Regions from separate parts of the Gossypium arboreum genome. Here region 2 is linked to region 1. Evidence: chromatin contacts called from public Hi-C data. All regions are on one chromosome and are shown on one strand. Each heading gives the region's core, a stretch centred on a gene start, on an enhancer-like site or on the middle of the called end of the contact. The rest is flanking DNA. Distances are from core to core; before and after follow the strand shown. Region 1 holds the start of LOC108473806 (U-box domain-containing protein 4-like). Region 2 holds the start of LOC108466971.

What was found. A called contact is a pair of places that touch in the nucleus more often than the background predicts.
Region 2: a contact with region 1 is called in a Hi-C map of leaf, with 4 times the contacts expected there. The contact joins the promoter of LOC108466971 here to the promoter of LOC108473806 in region 1. A contact is called at or near these places in 3 of 5 Hi-C or Micro-C datasets (all in leaf).

What each region holds. Positions count from the first base shown.
Region 1 is chr11:38,010,734-38,017,557 of ASM2569848v2, forward strand. It overlaps LOC108473806 (U-box domain-containing protein 4-like), which reads left to right and starts at 3,221. Exons shown (of 6, transcript XM_017775572.2): 1 at 3,221-3,667; 2 at 5,162-5,269; 3 at 6,235-6,515. The coding sequence starts at 6,240. It also overlaps the pseudogene LOC108471447.
Region 2 is chr11:38,151,112-38,157,935 of ASM2569848v2, forward strand. It overlaps LOC108466971, which reads left to right and starts at 3,594. Exons shown (of 6, transcript XM_053020814.1): 1 at 3,594-3,767; 2 at 4,236-4,484; 3 at 4,635-4,945; 4 at 5,024-5,080; 5 at 5,242-5,666; 6 at 6,165-6,729. The coding sequence starts at 3,700. The coding sequence ends at 6,446.

The DNA of each region.
Region 1 (6,824 bases), core at 1,971-4,470:
GAGGTATGTTTAATTTCAGATAACTTGTATTCTGTGATGCTATTCATTTTAAGTTTTCATGAGACTGTTTTTGGTTGCTCGGTCTTAGGATTGGAATTTGATGGAACTGGGACCATCTTCTTGGGCAAAGCTTTAGTTAGACTGCTGTTTTGTTGTTTTCTTTCGTGTTGTAATAGGAATCATTGTGCGGAATACTCTTGTTACATATGACCGCAAGGACTCAAAGATCGGTTTTCTTTCGTGTTGTAATAGGAATCATTGTGCGGAATACTCTTGTTACATATGACCGCAAGGACTCAAAGATCGGTTTCTGGAAGACTAATTGTTCTGAACTATGGGAAAGGCTTCATGTAACCAGTGCACCATCACCATCACCATCACCATTTCCATCTCCATCTCCATCTCCATCTCCATCATCTTCAAGTGGGAAGGAAAATTCAACCTTTGAAATGCCACCTATATCAGCTCCTGAGGAATCACCTATATATGCTCTTATAGGTACTGTAAACCATGGTTATACCAGGACCTATCACAGGGTTAGAAGTTAGAACTCTACTCTGCAGTTCATTTTATTGAAATGCATAAATGATAAATTTTTGTAGAGTATGCTTTCCAAGTGCTATTGTGATACTATAGTGACATTTTCATGTTGATATATAGGGGAAATTGAAATTGGTGAAATTTCATTGGATTTGGCATTGAACGTCAACCACTCATATCTAAAGCCTCGTCTTGTCATGCTTCTTGAGTTCATGGCTAAGGAGCTAGGCGTTAATGGTTCACAGGTTAAACAACTACCATCTTCGAAAGCAGGAGCATTTTATGACTGTAATTTATGTATTATTAATGTGAAATTACATGTTAAATACCGAAGGAATTTTCAAACTATCTTACTGAACAGTTGGTTTTTCTGTCTATGGTTAGGTTTCACCTTATTGGATTAAGAAAACTTTTGGATGATTTCAGGTACATTTATTGAATTTTACATCTGAAGGAAACATATCTTTTATTAAATGGTCCATAGTCCCCTCAGGATCAGCAACCTACATTTCTAATACTACTGCAATAGTAAGTTCTCTTTTTAGATCATTGCATTTCCTTTTATGTACAAGAATACAATTTATTTGTTTCATGAGTTCCTGCTTCCAGAATATAATATCTCGGCTTGCTGAACATCGTGTGATGCTTCCTGATGACTTCGGAAATTATCAGTTGGTGCAATGGGAAGTGAAGCCTCCTTCGAAACAGTATGTTTCCACCTCTCTCTCTCTCTCTTTCTCCTCGTACTCTTGCATGGATCTGAATTAAGAAAGGCTGGCTATAAATTATAATTTCTAGAATTCCCTCACTCTTCTCGTGTCTGTGTAGATCTTTTACAAAGTTAATTGGTGATAATGGCTGGATCAGTGAATGCTGTCGTTCTATAGGGTGTAGATCTTCTGTTTAGTACATTGGTGCTAATGGCATAACATATAGTTGTATTGTATAAGAAACAGTTTGTATATATGCATGCAGGATATATATTTAATGACCCATTCCAACTCCATTTTGATTTGCTCCATTTACTTTTGCTGATATAAGGTCTAAATGGATTTGTTCATGTAATAATACAGAACATGGTGGCAGCGGCAGTATCTGGTGGTTCTTTTGGGTATTATGATGTTTATAATTGCAGGATTAATCGCATCTGGAATATGGCTATGGAGTCGCAGACGACAGGGGCAGATTCCATATCAACCGGTTGATGGAGCAGCTCGAGAACATGAACTCCAACCCCTGCAGTCTTAAAAAAACTCTGAAAGAAAGAAAGAATATTTTTTTTCAGACAGATTTGGGTTATGGATTCTGCACCCAATACAATTCATTGCTCTACAGTTTTGTTGGATGAGGAACCTTCGCCTTCTTTGCTTTTTAGAAGAAAAAAGATATTAAATTAAATAAACGCAACATCCAAAGCAAGACTTTTTAATGGGTCAAAACTGACGGATGCTAATTTCAATTTTGCCTTACGAGTGAGTTAGGACCACACCTGTTTTCAAACATTGACTTTCAATTTTTGTATTTACTCTTTATTTATTATTCTTATGTATCAAATTGGAATTAATACCACTTATAATATATATTTTCTATTGAAACTTTTATTATGTTGTGGGATTTTAATTTAATTATTTAAATATTTTCTTTTACAAAACATAATTTAATTGAGAAATTATTAAAACATAATTATTTTACAAAATAAAATTATATGATTATGAGGAGGTTTTTGTTTTTTATTTTATAATTCAATAAAATTTGAATGGAAAGCACAATTTATGCAACTTTTAAACATCATTTAATTTTTATATAAAATTTTTATTAATATATTTTTTAACATTATTTTTTTACCTAGGTGTGCTATAAAATTAATTATTATTAAATCATTTTAATGAGATTATTTTTTGAAATGAATTAAGTTTCAAAGTAGTTTTTCAACTCATAAGTGTCTGAAATAATTAGTTTTTAAATTAGAAATAATCAAAGGTTTGACATTTTAAGTTAGGGTACTAAATTATTATTATATTTATAGTTTGATTATATAACTTTAAAAAGTTACAAAATAGTAGTTGAACTATTCAAAAATTTTTATTTAAATTATTGGGCTATTAAGTTTTATTTTTTTTAAATATGATTAACGAGCTTTAAGTGACCATTCAACAATCGGTATGATGTATTAGTTCCCATCGATGAGTAGATGAACATATCTTATCTCCAAATTGATTTGAAGATTAGTGTCAGGGATCAGAGAAAAAAATTGTTTGGATGTTGGTTCACATATTCGTGATGTTCAAAGATGTTTTATGAAAAAACTAAACTACATAAGAGAAGGGGAATGCAAGTTTTCGATTGGTGCACACAGTGCGAATAAAGAAAGCCATACAACAGTGATTTTAATAGTTGAATGAATTAAATGAAAAAATCACAGCTCAATGAATTAAATGAAAACTTTTAATAGTTAAATGATCATTTTATAACTTTTTTAAGTTGGATGACCAAAACATAAACTTAATAATAATTTAACGATCTTGGATGTATTTTACCTTGACTTAATACGGTATCTAAATTTTGGATTCATCTTTTATAAATTTTAATTTTGATTTTACAATATTATATTTAAACTAGATATTATTTTTTAAAAGTATTTTTTATTATTTTAAACAACAATGTTAAGCATTAAAAATTTAAGTTATATTTGTTTAAAGCACTTTCTCCTTCGGAAAAAAATGGCAACCGGCGCTAAGAATACCATAAAATCTCTGTACTGAGGAACTTCGACCGGCAACCGGCTCTTTTGGCGGTTGTCAGTAGTACCGTTCCCAAAATCCAGTCAAAATATGCGTAAGAAAATTCAGAAAATGACGAGAATGTCCCACCCTTTCTATCTAAGTAATCACAGCAAACAATTAAAGAAACTTTAACTAAACCCCAGATATTTAATCCATTGAAAAACGAAAAGGAGAGCAAAAAAAACTGCTAGAAATAAAGAAAAAAAAAAAAGAAGAAAAGAGGGCCTGAAGGCACAGCAACATAATAGCGAAATCTGGGCTCTTTTTAAAATATATTCTGCTTCTTACAAAAATCAAGAAAATGAAGGAAATTCCAACATTCCACAACTCTAAGGTGCATTTAGGTACCAGTTCCTCTTTTTCTTTCTGTTTTCCTTTCCTTCCTTTCTTTTTTTCGTGTTAGCTTTGAAAATTTCTTTATGTTTTTCCGAATTTATTTATCTTTGAATTTTGATATATGAATCCGGGTTCCTGCTTAACAAGTTAGAGAATCAAAGCTTCGTTTTTGGGTTCCTTGTTAAGATCATAGAGACCCATAACAGTGTTGAAAGATCTTGATTGAGGTCTCTCTTATTTCCTTGCAATTTCTGAATGTTTTGACTAATTACTTCTTTGGGCCTCGTTATTTTCAAACCATAAGAAAACCCATTTGATCTATTTACTTTCTGTATGACCATATTGTTTGATAGTATGATTTTTAAAGGCTATGTAGGTCTTTGGATAAATGAAATTTTAATGTCTGAGGGGGTTCTTGTGTTAACTTTAGTTATTAATTTGTTTTGCTGTTGTAAAAGTGTAAAAGAAACAGATTAAACTTGCACTTCCATAGGTTAATATTATTTTTTCTATGATTGGGAGGCCAGTATGTATGTATGCCTGAATCATTAAGGTGTAAAAATGATTTTATTAAGTTGTTGTTTCACTATTCTGTTCTCTTGAACTTGCTAGTTATTTTAAAATATAAAGCCATGTAAATGACGTAAGGAACCAGTTGGAGATAGGTTTTTGAAGTAATGATTTGGGTAAATCTTTTGTTTTCATTATTACCGTGCTAGTTTCCATCTAGCAGCATATGTTTTTTAGCATCTGGAATTTGAGAGTGGTTGTTGGATCATTTTATGTTTATTTTGCAATTCTTGTTAAGGTCTTTATATCCTTTGATTTGCAGCATCCAAATAATACTGTAGTCTTCTTGTTTCTGTTTCAATGTTGTCTTCATTCTAATCCATAAGCTACATACATATATTGATGTCTCTGGATTGAATTTTAATTAAACCGCAAATGATTACCGAAAATAGGAAAATACATCCAAATAGTTAACTTGAATTTCCTAGAAACTAGGGCTTTAGTAGAGAGTAACTGTACAGGCTACAGAAGCTTACAAAGTCCTGCAGTAAAGACAATTCCATTGAAGGAGCAGTCACAGAATTTCAATTAGTCCTTGGCTTTCATTCATCTTATCTTAACTTCAGAGAGTGATTTGGCTTGCTATTAGTCAGCTAACTCCCTTGTCTGTGGTGGGTGAATGGGGATCATGTTATGTTTAACATGAACTGTGGAGAGCTGGTTTTTTTCTATTACCTTTTTAGGTTTACCTTAATAACATTTTGATGGATACTTGGAAGGTTATCAGCATAATAAACTCTAAAAGGAAACTTTGTTGTAATTTGATTGGGTTTTTTGGTGGTAAATATTATATTTGAAATTTTAGAGTTTCAATGTACTTATATAATTATTATTTTTTTAATCTTATTTTTTACTTTAAAATTTTGGCTCCTTATAAGGATTGCTAGTTGGCAGATTTGAGATTTCAAGAATCTGTGTGGTTCTTTTTCTAGGTTTTGGTATGGAGTTTGAGAAGCTGTTTCTTCAGTTTAACGGAATAATATGGTTTTCCAAGGATCACTAATGAGAAAGAATTTTGCTGTCAGAGTTTACAAGAACAGGTATGTACATTACAATGTCCTTTATCTGGACCTTCGTGGTTCACTTTTTTCTTCAAACTTGGTCAATGAATTTATGCAGTTTGGTAAATGAATTTATCATAGGCAGTATATGTGATTGCCTGATGATTTACTTTGGATTTAGTTGAATGCTGAGAGGGGAATCTGTTGAACCAAAATAATTAGGTTGTTAGCTTTCTCCAATTGTTCCTTGTGATTTATGTTTAAATCAACCTAATCTGATTTGTATTGGAGGTTTATTCAGCACTAGTTCTTTGACTATTTCTTTAGTTTCTCTATTCTTCATTTCATCCTTATTCTGTTTTGCTCAATGATGACATTTTAGCTCGTCACATCTTCTTTGATTGGTTCAAAAACATTGAGCAGTTAAGCTCTTTGATGAAATGCCATTTTCTAAATGCTAACAGATCTAGTGGTGATTGTTACCTTGAAAACAACTGATCCTTTTTCTGGTATTTTCTTTGTTTTGCCACACACCTGTGACGTAATTATTTGAAATTCTGGAATGACATCTAAGTAAATGGAAAAAAAAATGTTTAACCGAGAGGTAAACTTGTTGAATCTAAAATAACATGGGCTGTTGGGTATTTATCATGAACTTTAAGAGGGCATTATTACTTTGAAGTTACTGACAGGCTGGTAACTTCAAAGCATTAAATGTTTTGCGAAAACTTATACCTAAGGAAATGTTTGCCTAAATCTTGTCATCTCAATGCAATAGTATTGACTTCATTTGTTCTAAATTAGTATGTCTCATGTGGAGCTTGAAAATTGATGAATTGGTTAGGATCAATGTTAACAAAAAAAAAAAAAACGAGATTTGATTAAACTTGATGATATTTTCTGTTCTATTCATGCTAACTTGCCTATGATATCAGTTTTACCCCTCTGTTTCTCTTTCTTGTAGTCTCTCTGACCTTTTTTTTTTTTTGTTGTTGTTGACACAGATCATATGGAGATATCTTTGTTAAAAGCACTTCTTAGTAACATTTCCTCATTTTTAAATTTATCGTCTTTTGAGAAGATTAACTCAGAACCAGTTCAGAAGTACTACCAAAGAGCAGAAGAGATACTAAAGTTGTTGAAGCCAATTCTGAATTCAATTATTGATTCAGAAGTGACTTCTGATGAAGTGCTTATCAAGGCATTCGAAGGACTGGGTCTCTCTATAGAAGAACTGAGAGAGCAATGTGATAGCTGGCAACCCCTCTTGAGTAAAGTTTATTTTGTAAGTTATAAGTTCTATCTTCATTTCGCAAGTTCTCTTGGCGAGCTTAGTTGACTTTTGCCAGGAAGAAGTGCTTAACCTAACTTTACCATACTACTGATATAGTAAAGCTTTGATCAATTACAGATATAGTTTTCTTGTGAGGTGCTTGTTTTAGATTATTGTTGCCTTTTACACTTGATTGTTATGCAATAGCTTGTGAATGTATGTGTTCTTTTTCTTCTCACTTTTTCCTGCTTGTTAGTTTATAATGTTTTTCATAGAAGTATTAAGTGAATGTGTAGCTTTTGGAATAAGCTATAGCCGCAA
Region 2 (6,824 bases), core at 2,344-4,843, 140 kb after region 1:
CGAAGTTACCTTGACAATGTTCGTACACACAAAAGTTACTAATCCGTTACTTTCTCTTTTCCTCATTCTAACTTTGTATTTGGTCTATCAGGATTTATACGAATGAATTTAACATCAATTTAATACATTTCATATTCAATTCGATCCAATTCACATCTTAGGCAAAATTACTATTTTGCCTATATTCTTTTAATTAATTTTGATTTCGTCCCTAGGCTCGGAAAATGAAATTCATGCAATTTAATCCTTATTCCAAGCCTAACCGATTTTTACATATTACAATAATAGTCTATGTATTTCACAAAAATTAGAATTTTTTTCATAAATTTCACATCTTTTCAATTTAGTCCTTAAATTATAATTTCATCAAATTCCCTTTACAAAAGTTGTTTGTCTATCAACAACCTTTCATTTTCTACCATAAACTTCATAATTCATGCATACTCATCCATGGTAAAACTTTAATATCTTAATAACTTTGTAAATTAATCCCTGAGATAGCTAGATTAAGTTATTATGATCTCGAAAATATAAAAATTACTAAAAAACTGGACAAAGAAACATACCTAATTGAGCCAAATAAGTTTGCTCAAAACCCATTTTCCATGGCTAGGGTTTCTATGTTTTAATTTTGGGAAAAATGATGAAATAAGATGATATTAGATTTTTATCATCTTTAATTATTTCTATTTCCAATTTAGTAATTTTCTTTATTTAATTTTCCATTGGTGAATCATCATACTTATCTACTAACTCCTCTTAATGGTCTATTTTCTATATAAGGACCTCCAATTTTGAATTCCATGGCTATTTGATCCTTTTAGATACTAGAATTCAACTTTTTCATTCTATGCAATTTGGTCCTTTTATCAATTAAACATGTAATCGGTAAAATTTTCTTAATGAAATTTTTATACGACATTTCTATCAGAATGCAGACCATGCAATAATATTAAAATAATTTTCCTTTCAAACTCAGATTTGTGGTCACGAAACCACTATTTTGATTTCACTAAAAATGAGCTGATACAACTTCCCCCTTAAAGAATTTTCGTCCTCGAAAATCTAACCAGTAAAGAGGTTTGGCTATTGCTTTCTCATAGTTTCCTCCGATTCTCAGGCAGCTTCTTCTATTCCGTGTCATTGTCAGAGGACTTTTACTAAAGCTACCTTTTTATTTCTTAACTCTTTCATCTCACGTGCCAAAATTTTGATCGGGTCTTCACTATAAGTCATAGCGGGCTGAATCTCAACTTCTGTCGAGAAAATAATATGTGAAGAGTCTGACCGATACCGTCGTAACATAGGCACATGAAAAACATTGTGAATCTTTTCTAATCCTGGTGGTAAAGCCAACCAGAATGCAACAGGTCTAATCCTTTCAGTGATCTCATATGGCCCGATAAATTGTGGACTTAGTTTTCCTTTACGGCCAAACCGAAGAACTTTCTTCCAGGGTGAAACTTTCAGAAATACTTTATCGCCAACTTGAAATTCTATTTCTTTTCGTTTAAGATCCATATAGGATTTCTGATGGTCAGAAGTTGTTTTCAAACTATCTCTAATCACTTTTACTTTTTCTTCGGTTTCACGAATCAAATCAACTCCATGTATCTTTTTCTCACTGAACTCAGTCCAATACAACGGAGTTCTACATTTACGACCATACATAGCTCTATACGGTGCCATTTTAATGCTTGACTGATAGTTATTATATGCGAATTCAACTAAAGGCAGATACTTTTCCCAATTGCCTTTGAATTCTAAAATACAACACCGAAGCATATCTTCTAGAATTTGTATCACACGTTCGGATTAACCATCAGTCTGAGGGTGGAATGCAGTGCTGAAATGTAATTGCGTACCTAGAGCATCTTGCAACTTGTTCCAGAATCGGGGTGTGAATCGTGGATCTCTGTCTGAAATAATGGAGACTGGCACACTGTGTATTCCGACAATTTCAGAAACATATAACTCTGTTAATCTGTCTAGGGAGAAATCCATACGTACCGAAATAAAGTATGCAGACTTCGTCAAACAATCAACAATCACCCAAATGGCATCTTTTTTTAGTCCTTCCTTTTCTTTTTTAATAAATGACCCAATATTTTTACTTTTTGCATAAATGGCCCAATATGTTTATACTTCTTCTTTTCCATCCCAAAAATCTCTATTTTCAAAGATGGTGATCTGTTTCACTCTATCATCAATCTCTTTTGTCTTCTTCTCTACCTTTCAATCTCTTCCCATCCAAATTCTGTCATGCCAAAACCTAAACCACAACTTCCATTCTATGCCCTCATGGCCACCATTGTTTTGTCACTAAACTACAGTTTCCAATCTTGTGTCGCCAAAACCAAAAACAAATATTGCAACCCAATTGTTTGTGAAAATGTCACAATGAGCTACCATTTTTTATTACCAACCCAACCTCCCAAATGCGACAACTACAAATTTGAACTTGACTGCGACAGCAACAACCCAAACCATGTTTTTAAAAACCAATAAACCTGAATCAATGAAAATGACTTTGTGATACCATGTTAACAACCAGATTCAGAGCTTATTGTAATTCCATTCGTTATATGAACCTTTCTCTGCAAAAAGGGCTTCGAATTCATTCAATTTGTCTTGTTTTCCAACCGACAATTCTTAATCCTGTTAAGGATCTAGAGGATATGTGTTCATCGTGGAGAAGCAGTAAATCTTTTGTTGAATTGGTTCGGACAATGCTTTGTACCAAAGCTATGGCGCCATATACATAAGATTCAGAAAAGTGAAGAACTGTTAAATATGCTTCCCTATGATTAAATTGCTTGTTTTTCAGCTTATTTTGCCTTGCATTATCTGTGGAATAAAGATAAAATTGTATTAAAAAACAACAATTTAGGCTTTGTTTGATGAAATTTAAATAGCAATTAGTCCAACTCGCTAATAGGATTTAAAAGATCCTTTCTGTTTGATATGAAAATTTTCTCTTATTCTCCTCCTCCTTCTCGTCCTTCCTCTTCTTCTTCTTTTATTCCCCAGCCTAGTTAAGGTTTTAAATTGGGACCTTTTACACAATAGGATGTCATGTCACTTTTCCATTACGTTTGTAACGGAAAATGGTTAAAATGACTGATTTGTTATTTTTCGAAAGTTGAGTGACTGAATTGAAATCAAAGTGACTGTTTTATCAGTTACATGTCATGTCATTTTTCTATTACATTTGTAATGGAAAATGATTAAAAGGGTTGATTTGTTATTTTTAGAAAGTTAAGTCACTGAATTGAAATCAGAGTGGCTGTTTTGTCAACCACATCAAAGTTGAGTGAATATTAGTGTAATTTACCCTAAATATTTAGTATATAAAAAATAATCTAGAACAGCTGATTTATTTTTAACTCAATTAGCATGAATATTATTACTAATGCAAGAAAACGTCGATTTGAGTACTCCTACAATGATATTGTTAAAAAGAAAAATAATCAAGCAATTTTTAATACAAAACTTAAATTAATTTTATACAATAGTATAGCGACTATTAATAGAGTTTGACTAGAAATCCTTACTTTTAAGCCAACATTTGATATGGTCCTTTGACTTTTATTTAATTTATTTTTATTTCAATTTGTAAACTATTCAATAAATTCCAAAAAATAAAAATAAAAATAAAAAAAGAACCCTACGTCATTGCGGCGTAACACTCTCCTGCGCATGGTGAACTTGGCTCTCTCGCTCACCAATCAAAGTTCAACACGGAAACAAAGAGACTCGAATGCCAGGTTCTTCTCCTCCTCTTCTCTCTTCCCTGTTCTGAGGTTTAGGGTTTTCTGATTTTGTGGATTTCCGTTTTTCTTTTTTGTAATTTTTATTTTTATTTCATCAGAATAATTTTTCCTTATGGTTTTCATTGATCACTTTTACCATCTATTGTGGAAATAAACGAGTCTTGATTTATCATTATCTTTTCTTTTCCCTGCTACGTCGATGAATGTTTTACCTTTTAAAAGGAAAAAAGGAAGAAGCAAAGGTTAAAATTATTGATTTGAATTTTTCAGGGATTAGTTATTAACTCACTTATAATGAATTTAAGGAGTCCTTGACTTGGAGCTAAAAAACAAGTCGAAATCAATGACGGAAGTGTTTTCGAATAATAACGAAAATGGAAACTTGCCCTTTGATTCCAAAGATAAGATTATGCATTGTGTGAGTAATTGTGAGGACAATGGCTTTGTTGAGGAAACCTTCAGTGGAGTAGAACCACCAAAGATACACGAAGGAAACCAGGATGTGGACATTAACATAACTGAATGTACAAATTCTGGCGTTGATAGGTTACCTGTCACCGAATTTCAGGATGCCACTGATAATTCGAGTTCTTTCGGTGGTACAATGTCTGGGGATGAGAACGACTCTGCAATAAGTGATGCTGAAGTTGAATCAGCATTATCTGGTGGCAGTCCGTTCGGATCTCTGCTTGATGGATTGTTTCAAATGAGGTACTTTTTGTAGGTTGAACTATGTTATGTTTGTTTAAAGTGTTATTTGCTACTGTCTTACTGTTCTGTGGTGTGTATATCTTTTCTCGATTTTATGTCAGATTACATGGTGCACTATTTAGATTGTTTTCCTTTTCCTAAATTTTCCAGGAAGAGAAAGTTGACGGATCATTGGAGGAGGTTTATTCATCCCCTTATGTGGCGATTTAAATGGTTAGAGCTGCAACTTAAGGAACTTAAGTCTCAAGCATCAAGATATGATAGAGAAATTGTGGGATATGATCAGAAAAGGAAGTTTGAATATGAAAAGTTCACAATTGAAGGGCTTAATGTAAAGTCACAACCCTTTCAATGTCAAGTTCAAAGGAAGAAAGTAATGAAGAGGAGGAAAAGAAAACGGATTGAAAATATGACTGATTTAGCATCTTACATGTCATGTCATAACATCTACTCGTATTATGGTATGATTTTCATAATCATTCTTTTTGGAATGTATTTTCCAAGTGCAAACCTGATGAGTTTATTTTCTTTGCTCCCAGAAAGTAAGAAATCTGTCATTGCTACTGCCACTCTAGATGATGATAATGGTAAATTAGGTAAGAGGAGTTATATTTAACTCAGATTTGGTGACTGTGTAGCTTGTAGGTAATAGGGCAAGGTTCAACTAATAACTCTTGCATTGTGTGCCTGCAAACATTGGCTTTCTCCCTCTACTAGATGAGATTTTGTCTATTTTCTTACATCATAATTTTTGCAGGAACCAAAACAGACTACACCAATGATGACTTTGGATTTATTGATGACTTGTCTCATCTTGAATTCAGTGATTCTGATACTTTGTCAGAACAGATCCTTAGAAAGATTGATCTTCTTCAATCGCAAGCTCGTAAACTAAAGACCAGAGTTGACAAGACGGTGAATGAAAGTCCTCGAAAGTTCTCTTCCATTAATATGTTGAGTTCACCTGCATTAACCGGTTCTAGAAATCAACCTTCTCCAACTCGGAGTGGAGATAGAGCCCTGGTTAGATCTCAACATACTTCATCCCAGCATCGATCTAAGAGTCACTTTAGAGTTCTTTTTAGGCCTGGAAGTGCAGTCTCAAGCCATGGAGAGGTGACACCCTTTCCTGATATGATTGAGGGCTCCGGTCAGCATCTTGCTGGGATTTCTTATGAAAATGTGAGCTCTCTTTTCACACATTCTTCTTCGTCTTGGTCTTTTGGAAGTTTTTTCTTCCATCGTTTTCTATTGCTAACAATTCTTCTCTTATTTTAAGTTTTACGCTTTAATTCGTTGCTGTTGCTTATTGCCATGGTAGCAGATAACAAGATTTTAGTTGGATCTGGATTTATGGTTTAATTCTTTGCTCCTGCTAATTCTGGTCCTACTAAAATGCTAGCTTTGTTTCTCTGTGACTAATGACTAGGAAAGAAAGCTTTTTTGTTTCTCTGTCTAATATGAAATTGAAAAACATTCTCCTCATCAATTTTCTTTCGCTCTTCTTATTATTTCCTCCTTACTAGTTCTTTTGCACATCTAATCAGGATCCGTTTTTAGTTTTTTTTTTTTCTTTTTTTGTAATAGATGTTGTGTATGATGGCTAGTATTAGCTTCTAAATATCCATTTTGACCATCTAGTTTTCATTTATAATGCAACTGCCATCATTATATATGCAGACGGAGGATGATATTTTGATACATAATCAGGCTGCCAAGGAAGAGTTGCAAAATTTTCAAAGTGGTTTAACTCAGCAGGCAGAGGAATCGCGGATTCCAATTGAAAAGCCTAAGACAGTTTGTACTGCTCTTGCTCCTGCAGATAACCCCCCTACAAACCCTCCTGTTCCACCAAATGTGAAGTTAACTTCTACTTCCAAGTCAAAGGGCCCTAGCAACAAAAGGAAGAGAGGAAAAAGAAAATCTGGCACAGGTAAGTGGAGTCGGAGATCCTCAGGTTAGATAAATTTATTAAGTTGGGATTTTGTATGTATACATGTTATGAGAAAACAACACCTGGAAGGGCAGTGGTAAACTTTTGATGCTATCTACAATTATATCTTTGTACATGCTTAGTGTCTATTTCCCAACCTTCTTGTTGCATCAAGTATGGTTTGTACATGCACTTCTCACCCTGAGGGGACACACTTCTTCAGTATAGATGCCATGTGGTATTCTAAGTATGACATCCTGTACAGGGATATTACTTTATTTTGGTGACGTACATATAGCGTTTCTCAATCAATTTGTCATTGCTTGGCATTTCTCATTTAGGTTGAAAAGTGAAGGGTAATGTTTATTAAACAAACGAAACAAGGGTCATTAATTGTAGAGTGTACC